Linked DNA regions of Rattus norvegicus: region 1 is linked to region 2. A link is a contact called in public Hi-C data. All regions are on one chromosome and are shown on one strand. Each heading gives the region's core, a stretch centred on a gene start, on an enhancer-like site or on the middle of the called end of the contact. The rest is flanking DNA. Distances are from core to core; before and after follow the strand shown.

What was found. A called contact is a pair of places that touch in the nucleus more often than the background predicts.
Region 1: a Hi-C map of the A7r5 cell line shows a contact between it and region 2, with 3 times the contacts expected there. The contact joins the promoter of Stk17b here to the enhancer-like site in region 2. A contact is called at or near these places in 3 of 12 Hi-C or Micro-C datasets (the A7r5 cell line, the Rat2 cell line and liver).

What each region holds. Positions count from the first base shown.
Region 1 is chr9:62,830,045-62,835,244 of GRCr8, reverse strand. Stk17b (serine/threonine kinase 17b) reads left to right here and starts at 2,734. Exons shown (of 8, transcript NM_133392.1): 1 at 2,734-2,857. LOC120094686 (a long non-coding RNA gene) reads right to left here and starts at 2,888. Exons shown (of 5, transcript XR_010054982.1): 1 at 2,754-2,888.
Region 2 is chr9:62,768,864-62,773,867 of GRCr8, reverse strand. No RefSeq gene overlaps it. Among named protein-coding and RNA genes, the nearest start is that of Dnah7, 15 kb to the right of the region's middle. Within about 2 kb of position 1,692, at least 7 of the 93 cell types and tissues checked have an H3K27ac peak or open chromatin away from gene starts, as enhancers often do. A contact at or near this core is called in the A7r5 cell line, where this site is marked.

The DNA of each region.
Region 1 (5,200 bases), core at 1,485-3,984, 60 kb before region 2:
GACTGGGAAAGGTCCCCTATCTTTATGGTGGGCATGGTGGCATGATCAGAGTAGATCGATGAACACTTTCGATGCCAGCATAAGGAACAGGAAGGACCACCTGTTCCTAGCAGCATGAGTTATAAGCTATTTAAGTGTTCATTTGCAAGGGCTGCCTGGATAAATAGCTCAAATAGCTAAAACTGGCCTTCCTACAGTTTGGAATCCTGGGTTAAGGTGTTAGACTGAGGGTCTTCTGAAGGAACTCTGCTCAGCTCACAGATGGCCACCTTCTTATAGTATGTTACATGGTGGTCCCCAGGTTTGTGCTGTGACCTATCTTCTTCTAATCAGGACACCAGTCATATTGTATGAAGACCTCATACGTCCTGATCTTACTTTAACTGCCCATTTAAAGGTCATATCTCCAAATATAGTCTGTATTGGATGATTTTGTGTGTTAACTTGACACAAGTTAAAGTCATCAGAGAGGAAGGTGCTTCAGTTGAGGAAATGCCTCCATAAGATCCAGTTGTAAGCATTTTCTCAATTAGTGATCAATGGGGAAAGGCCCCAGCCCATCCTCACAATGATGAACTGTACATCTGGTATTATAAATAAAATAAATCTCTTTCTTCCATAAGTTGCTTAGGGCAGCTGTCAGGATATTTTAGCACAGCCACAGAAATGAGTCTGGAACAGGAGCACTCAAGTAGCACATAGGTCAATGTCTGTCATGTATCAGTGAACACCAGGTGATTGTGCTGGAAGCAACAATGAATTTTATTGCTGGAGAAGGCAACCTGTATACAAAATTAAGCTTAAATTAAAATTAAATTAAAATAAAATGAACTTAAATTAAAATTAAATGACTGCTTAAAAGCTGGTGACAAGAAGGAGGTGGTGGTGGCGGCAGAGAAATGACTCGTTGGTTAAGAGCACTTGCTGCTTTTGTAGAGGACCAGAGTTCAGTTTCCAGTACCCACATCAGGTAGTTGATGACATCTAACTCCAGCTCCAGGTAGATGTCAGGGCAACACCTTCGGCCTCCTCTGGCACACTCACTCATACGCACATACTCTTCACATACAAATAACTAAAAGGTTTTTAAAAATATGCTGGCAATGGGCTGGGGAGCTGTCTCGGTAAAAATGTTAACCACACTACCAACAGGACCTCAGCCCAGATTTCCATGTAGAAAGCTGTGCACAGGTGCCTGCTCCTGAGTCCGGTGCTGGGGAAGTGGATACAGGTGCATGGATCCATGGAAGTACTGCTAAGTAGGCCACGCTGGAGACTGTCTCAAAAACTAACATCTGGCCACCACACACACATACCCAGATGTGCACTACCCCACATAAACACACACACAACACACCATCTATACACAAAAGCTGGCAATCAAGGAATTGTTTAAATTAAAAAGGTACAGTTACACACATGGATACACCAAAAAAACACCAGCAGGAACCCCAAGAGGGTAGGCTCAGCCTCGGTGCTTAGACTTTGGGATGCAGCTCCTGTTTCCGGAAGAAAATATGAAAACAGTCTCATTGGTTTGTGGACACCACACAAATCTATTTCAATAGGTGAGTTTGTTTCCACCTTAACATTTATTCTTCCCTGGCCAAAGGGATGCAATATTCTCCATTTGACGATGCTTAAAGAATCAATACATTCTATGAGGCCTGTCTAAATAACAACAGACAGACCCCATGAACTGGCTCTGATACTTTAAATGCATGTGTCTTGGGACATATAGTGCTTGGAAGAGCAAGCAGCAAATGGCTTAAGGAATCTTGGTTAAATGTGACAGAAGAAGAACATAAAACTGTTGCTAAGATGTTTAAAAGCAAGAGGATTCCACTCACAGTATTTTTTTCCCAATAGTTTTTCACACCTACTAAAAAAAGTATCCTTCAGCAATTCTAGGTTCTATGTGTATTTACTACATTTAATTATAAGTAACCTAGGATCCTATATGTATGCAAACCTACTATGTCTAGCACGAAACTTTCCATTTTTAAATTGTCTTCAATAGGTAACAACACATCTTGGAGCTGAGGGTGGAACTTGGTGGTGGAACCCAGTGGTGGAACCCTTGCTTAGCATGTGAAAGCCTCTCACACTGCTTAAAAGAGAAAAAAGTTTGCAGCAATGCACATTGAGCGGATACAGCTTTTCATTCTTTCCCTTAGCACAGTAAACTAGCAATTAGTTTGTCTTTGGACTTTCCTACAGTGCCTTGAGCCAGTGTCTCAAGACACTCAGCTGTAGATACCAGGATCGGTAAATCCTGGAGTCCTTTTATGGTTCCAAGAACTCATTGCAAACTGGAATGTCGACTAGTAGGGTAGGTTCAGGTAGTAAGGAAGAGGACAAGAAAGATTTAAAACACAGTCTTTGATCATCACAAGTCAAACAGCCCAGACGTCTCCTGCTTCTTTCATCTCCTGTGTCCCGATACTCACACCTCCCGGAACCACCCTGAAGGTGGGAAAGGAAGAAAAAGTCGCGCTCGGACCCTGCCTGCACCCTGTTCAGTCCTAGACTACGTCCAGCCCCCAAAGTCTTCAGGCGTCCGGCAACTACGCCCGGGCCCCGCCCACTTCCCCCGCGGCGGCCGGTCCGCACCGCACGCGCAGCCCGCCGGCGCCCCGCCCCGCTCCCACGTGACAACCCCACCCTCCATGATCGCTCCGATTGGCTCTCCGGCCCCAGCGGGCGGAGTCTAGCGAAGTACAGTGTCCCAGACGCCGCTGCACTTTTCAAACCTCAACTGTAAGAAGCGTCAGTCAGCGTCTGTGCGGTCGCCGCCGGGAGTCTCCTCATAGGGGTCTGGCTGACGGCGACCAGCCGCTGTGGGGAAGAGTGCGAGGTGAGCCTGTGTAGCCGCGGCCCCGTCGGAGGGAGGGCAGAGCCTGCGGCGGCGTAGAACTGCGGTCGAGCGGTCGGTGTGGGGGCGCCGGGGACCCTGTGGCGAGCCCGAAGGCCAGAGCCGGCGTCCGGAGCGCGGTTGTGTCCGATAGCCTCCGCGGCCGGCGTCTCGACGTGGTCCTCGGAGTGGCTCCCGAACTCGCGTGCTGTGCGCGCGGGACGCCTTCACGTCGGGGCGGGTGGACGCTCGGGTCAGCAGCCCCAGAGAAACTTTGCGGCCATCGCGTGGGCCGCTGTCAGTCCCAGCGTGGGGAGCCACAGCTGTTTCTGGGACTTTTTTTGACTTTCCTTTAAAGCAGTGGGAATCCCTCTGTGCTTGTGACCCATCCTCAGACTAGAGAGCCACATCATGGCCACGGTTTGGATCTTTATCCTGGGCCGGCCTTACCGTGGGAAAAGCGCTTAATTTTGTTTCCCTCTCGGGAGATAGATGAGTGGAAACAGTTGAAAGAAACTTCACAGCCAGCTGGTGGCTAGTGTCTGTGGCTTGCGTTGGAACTAGAGTCACGCTGGCTTCAGCTTGCAAGTTGGAATTAAGAAATACTTCTGAAAGCCTAGGAATTTCAATCATACTCAATCATTAGCTCGGTGTATGACATTCGCTGAGTGTTTGGATGACGTCATGTTTACATCCCTGGCACCGATAATGCCGCAGGTTTGATACCGCGTGGACTTTTTAAGTTTTCAAGTCTAGGAGAGAGACTGTACCTTGGGCAGCAAGGTCTGCAGAGATAACGAGGCAAGTGGAGGCATATGAAACATGGAATTTTGAACTCAAGGAGCACAGTTTTATTACAGAGAGATATATAAACTCACTTTCTCATTGGTGCAGTCTTCACGGTGAGATGCCCAGAAATGGTTTTCAACAATTTTATAAAAATTGAATCACATTGCTTTAAAATTGTGTATATTAAAAGAAAACTAGTTCATAGAAATAGTGACCAAATTTTAGACCTGTCTTTTCTCCCAAACTTCTTTGATATTAGTTTAATTTTTGGTAGTTTTAATACTTCAAGTAATTGAAGGTTTTTTTGTTTTTGATTTTTTTTTGAGATACATACATTTTAGATAATTTTCTGGAATGAAGGTTTACTATTAAAGTACATTTAGTTACATGACAGTATGTTTATGTTAGAAAAGTAAAATCTTTTTTGTATGTGGGTAGAATGGTAATAGTTTTTCTTGGATTTTTTTTTTTTTTTAAGTAAGAAATTAGTTTCAGGAGATGACTCCACTGGGAAATGTTTTTGCCACCAACTCAAATGTCCTGATCCCCAGGACCTACATGGTAGAAAGAGAAAACCTATGCTTACAGCTTGTCCTCTGACCTCTCAACTTGCATGTAATAAAATATTAAGCAAAAAAGAAATGACATTTTGGTTAAGGTAGAAGTGACATTTTAGTAGAGACTTTATAAATTGTAGTTTCTCTAGACAATGTAGTATTTAATGGCAGATACTTTTAATTTCATTTTTAAGTTTGTACTGACAATAAACAGCTTATGGGTGTTAAATGAACTTATAACCGTGTTTTCAATGCTTTGCTTTGTAGCTGCTTGACAGTTATAAGGAAAAATTCTCTGTTAAAGTCTCCCAGCTTTTAAGAGACTCAGTTTAAAACTAAATTTTCTCAAGATATGATGATATATTATAATGCTTATTTCCTGTGTCTAAAATTCTTCTTGCATCTTGACATTTGCTCTACATTTGAGCCATATTGAGTCTTGCTTACCAGTTTAAAGGATTTTTGTCTTTTTTTTTTTTTTTTTTTTTCCTTTTTTTTGGAGCTGGGGACTGAACCCAGGGCCTTGTGCTTGCTAGGCAAGCGCTCTACCACTGAGCCAAATCCCCAACCCCGGATTTTTGTCTTTTGAGACAGGGTCTCACTGTATAGACTTAGCTTTGAACTCAAGAGATCTGCCTGGCACTGTCTCCTGAGTGCTGGAATTAAAGGCCCACACTACCAGCTCAGTTTCAATTATTTGTTTATTCATATGGCAGAGTTGGGGATTGAACCTATGCCTCACGCTTGCAGAGTTGATATGCTACCAAAAGAGCTATTATATTTCCTATACCAGACTATTTAAAAAAAGATATGTTTTTGAAGTGTTTTGTGTTCAAGACAGAGAAATATCCTTTTCAATTATCTCGTGCATATCAACGAGCCCCTTTTTCAAATATTTATACATGATGTATTTTGATTGATCATTTTGCTTTTTCCAACTAGCCCAAAAGAGGGTGTACTTTAGGCATTGAGAAATTTTAATAGTAAAATAGTAGTTCCT
Region 2 (5,004 bases), core at 443-2,942:
GCAGAGGAGTCACTCAAGACCAAGAAGGAGGTACATTTAAGGATCAAACCTGGCAGCAGTAATAAATTCTGAAGTGAAGAAAAAACAAAAAACAAAACAAAAAACAAAGAAACGGCTCCAGGTCATTAGTGATCTACGTCTGCAGATGACGTAGATGGAAGTCAAGCTATGGAGGGTTTTCCACGCAGAGGAAGGAGGTTTGGGGTAAGTACCACCCATTTGGAGAATGGAGACGACCCAAGGGGAATATGTACAGATCTGGGGGTGCTACCTAACTTGTATTTGGAGAAAGCCATCCAGCATTCATTAGAGGCAGACCAGGAATCCACCTCCACGTTCTTTTCTGCATGTACTTTTTTGGTATGTCCTCTTCTGGTTCTTTTTCTATTCTTGGCATGGGTACCAAAAGAAACCACACAGACAGAAGCCTGCCATTGTATGCCTTTGGCTCTTTCTACAATTAGAAGGAAGATGGTAATTTTCAGACAGTATCAACAAAGCATATTCAAATTATATCTGTATGCCAACTCCAATGAGCTTTACTGAGCAGCACGTAGTGATGAAATCTGGTATGAAAATATACTCAGGTGTGCACACGGTGCCTGCTTCATAGAGGACGCAGTCAAATGTGTTTTGTGAAACGGTGCAAAATGGGACATGATCTTCTTCCTGGTTGCTGAGACACGCAGATGAAGTGGTTACGTAGAAACTCAAAGCACATATTCCCAGATGATCGGACTACAAGATGCTCTGAGAGGTAAATTCAGTTATACCTGAGTGGGAAACAGAGTCTGCACTGGACCCTTGTGGGGATGGGATGTAGGATTTACTTCTGTGCAAGTAAAAGATCAGGCACTCCTTTCAAAGACAACCCCTCTCCTTGCCTGACTTCTGGTGCCTCCGTCTTGTCTCCCTTCTCCCAATCCAAATTTAGGAGAGGTTGACAGTGTTCCCCTCTGGGGTCTTGGTGAGGCCCACCATCTGCTTAAATGGAGCAGAGCCCAGGGCAGTATAATTCTGACTATGTCTGTAGTCTTGCAAGATAACCTTGCAAATGTAACCCAGCTCACATTCTGTGTTTAGCACCAGCACTTGACATAACTTCTGAGCACGTGACGTTCAAACATATGATTTATAGGGACAATGTTTCAGATAGAAAGAAAGGAAGTCATGGGGCGCTGGAATGCCTGCTCTGTACTTGAAACTAAGCAGGGTCTTTTTATAAGTTGTGTGGACCAATCCCCTCAGTTCTGGAGGGGTGCAATGTCACGTTGGAGAGACAAAAATGGAGAGATTACTTACTTACATTCAGAAAACCAGTAGGGAGAAAGGTTTGACTAATACCAGCTCTGATTCTAGAAAATAAACTCTGTTCTGCTTTGGAGAAAGAAAAGACACCCTACCTTAAATTACCAGAAATGTCTCAATGTTGGAATATATGGGACAGAAGATTTATAGAATCAACTTATAATCTTACTTACAAGGTCAAACAAAGCACTTGGCAGGCTGAGAATGACTGGCTAGGATCACACTCAACCTTTGATCAAGAAAAAAAGAGAATGTCTGGGGAATGTTCTTTGGAAAGATTACCAAAGTAAATAAAGAGAAAGTTTTTTAGTTGCCCCAAGCAATCACGAAAACACTACATATCTATGTGATTACCAGGCACAGTTGAAAAGCATTTTATTGGGCAAATAAAGACCAGAGTGATCTTTGTGCCATTGACCTTTAAGTCACCTGACAGACAAGGATATGGTGAGGTAAAAGCACTCAGGCCTCCAGTCACCAGTCTCTAGAAGCTTTTGGTGATCTGACTTACAATGTACAAATCTCAAGTTCCCAGAGAGGAGGAACTGATGCATATACAAAGAAAAACTGGCCAATCTGTGTATTTTCTGCTTCATATTGCTCGAAAGGAAAATTACTTAAGGTATCCCCTCCCTCCGCAATACAGCATACAATCAACAAATACAATGGAACCCGTTCAGAAAAACGCTGGTCTGAAGCCAATTGGCTTCCCACACGTGTCATTTGCCTCAATCTTAATACATGTCTGTGCTTCTTGGTGACTGCAAAATTTAAAATTTAAGCAGTCCACATTAAAAGTTTCGTGTTAAAAGTGAAGTTCTATTTAAAACAAGTTTCTCTTGCCAATTTGCAAGTGAATATATCTCCCTCTAGTGTCCAAGGGAAATAGTGCAGTCACTCTCGTTTGTCTGGTTGTGATTAGTAGAAGGTCAAAGTGTGGTTAAAAAGAGCAGCATCACTGTTTGTTTTCCTAGGAATTGTTCCACATATATTTCAATGTTTTCCTGAACAAATACCACACGCGTGAATTTCCAGCCCCGTTTTGTAGGGTTCTTTCATATCTAATCTATCTGCTGTGACTTTGACTTTGAACTTGCATAACTTGGTTAAAGAGTTGAAAAATGTGTGATATTTTTTTAAGTGTCCTGAAAGAGAAAATGAGAACCCCAGGGTCTGCCCTCAGACTGCCTTTGTCCCTGTTCCCCTCTATGATAAAACCGGTCCAGAATAAACTTGATAGTTAGGGAACCAAAATATAAACATAATTTCTCCCTCTCTTCCCTCCCTCCTCTCTCCCTCCTCTCTCCCCGTCTTTCTCCCATCCCCCATCCCCCACCTTATTTGATAGTGTCATCTGTCTCCATAGCTTTGTTACCATCTGTGGATAAACTTCAATCTATATCCTGACTGGTAATGCAGCCAGAGCCGTCCGCTGTATTTCCACCTCAACATCTTTCTTGGTTATCTAACAGTCACCTTAAACTTCAACATATCTAACCCCAGATTTTTAATTTCTTTCACCTTCCACCATTTACCAAGTGGCTTAGATCAAAAGACCAACGAGCCAGACAAACCCTCACTGGCATTCGATCTTAGCCGGGTTCCTTATATCTATCCAGGGCCTCAGCAACTCCCGTCTATGTTTCCTCCAGAGCAATCTCTGATTCATCCTCTTTCCCTCCCTATGCCAACCGCTCTCCAGGCACTGTTTCTCCCTCCCTGCCTTCTCCAGTCAGGTTCCTAGTTGGCCTGCCTGAGCCAAAGAGGGATCGACACCACACACTTTGCTTCCTTCAACACGTCTAAAGTTTCAAAAATGAGAGTAAAATAATCTGAGGGAGAATGTCACAAAACCCAGGACTTTGGGTTGGCTTAAGCTTAGACAATATGATTTGTTTTTACATTTATTTATGTTACTGTGTGTGCATGTGCACGGTGTGTGTGTGGAGAACAGAGGACCACTTTTCCGAGAAGGTTCTTGCCTTCCACCATGTGGGGCCTGGGGATTGAACTCTGGCCATCAGGCTTAGTGGCCATTGCCTTTACCTGAGCCATTGTCCCTTATTTGTTTATTTGAGACTAGGTCACATGGTCGAAGACACTCACTGCAAATCTCTACATAGCTGAAGTTGTCCTTAAACTACTCCTTCTCCAGCATCTACCTCCTGAGTGCTAGTGTTAAGACAATATCTTCTAAAGGCGAAAAAAATCTTCTTGTATAAAAAAGATTGACCTAGAATCAGCATAAGTTGGGGTATACAATCCTTAAACAAGCATTTGGTCCACATCCAACCAAAAATTCAACTTACTAACAAAACAAAATAACCCAGCACTGTAACCTGTGACAAGAGCACAGGTCAGTAAACACCCAACTGGACACAGAGCTAGGGGGACTAAAATGTGAAGTACATTTCTGTTCTCCGTTTAGCCTTTCACAGTCAGTTAGCTGGGAACTGCACGTCCGCATTTATAGATCAGTAAATCAAACCTATACTGATAACTCTAGCAAAGGGAAGCTCTAAGTAGCTGACATAAATGCTGCAGGAGACAGATAACAGGAAGAGCATCACTTGGTGGACCCAGTAGCTCAACATGTCTCATCTAAAACTCACTTCAAGGAATCCATTGACGCCTGTCAGGATCTTGAGCTGGGTTTAGACCCAAAGGCAAGAAGGGATTACTGTGGGAACCCAGCCCCATGGGCCACATGCCTTCTGCCTGACAGAGTGCAGGACAACCGACGGGCATCAAAGCACTGCTTTTGCTGAATTTCATTAAATGGTTTTCTTTCCAGAATTCTGGCAAAGTGCCTTGCTGAAAACAGATTTAGAAGCAGGATCCTGCAAATGAGAGGTTGGCCAGGGAAAGCAGTCTGAATGGGAGGCTGCAGAAAGTCACAGTAGTGGGATGCCTGCTATGACAAGTATGGGCCTTTGCAAGGACTGAAGTATGCTTATTGATGGGAAACGGCTGGCAATCTCAGGCTTCTGTCTGTCTGTCTGTCTAGAGTGGTTGCTGTTAATCCCTAGATGCCCTCTGGCCTACTCAGGTGGCAAGGAAGTGATCCTCCATGAAGCTGTCCAGTTGACCTTGGGCTTCTAGCAAACATCCTCTGTTCCTGAGAACTGCTTGGAGAAGCCTGGTTATCTGGTAACCTGGTCACACATTCCTTTCTCCCACTCATTGTTTGTGGGCCTTGAGGTCATGTTTTTCTATTCTTATTTCTTTCCTTCTAAATGTTTTTTAATATTTCTACATGGGTGACTTAAACTGCTATGCTCAGCCGGCTTTCCAGTCTTCTCACTGTGCTTCTGGAGTACAGAAGGACAACTACGGTATATTCACACCATTCTCAGACCTTCTTCCTTCCTCCAGGCCTCACCTGACATTTGCCTCTTCCTGAAATTTGTTTTCATTCTCTAGATTTGGGATCCGCAGCATTTATGTGAGTCAGGTAGCTTTAGCTACATAAAGTCATTTTGGAGTTGTCCATTCTTAATTTTTTTTTTTCAGTTAAAACTCCAGAGAAACTTAGAAGAAACAAGTAGGATGGTGGAACCACCCTGGTCCTCATGTAAGGTTATGAATGGAAAACTCTGCTCATTAAAATATTTGACTGGGTGAGTGTAGTGGGGTGCACCTTTAATCCCGGCACTTGGGAATTAGATGCAGATGGATGGATCTCTGTGACTAGGA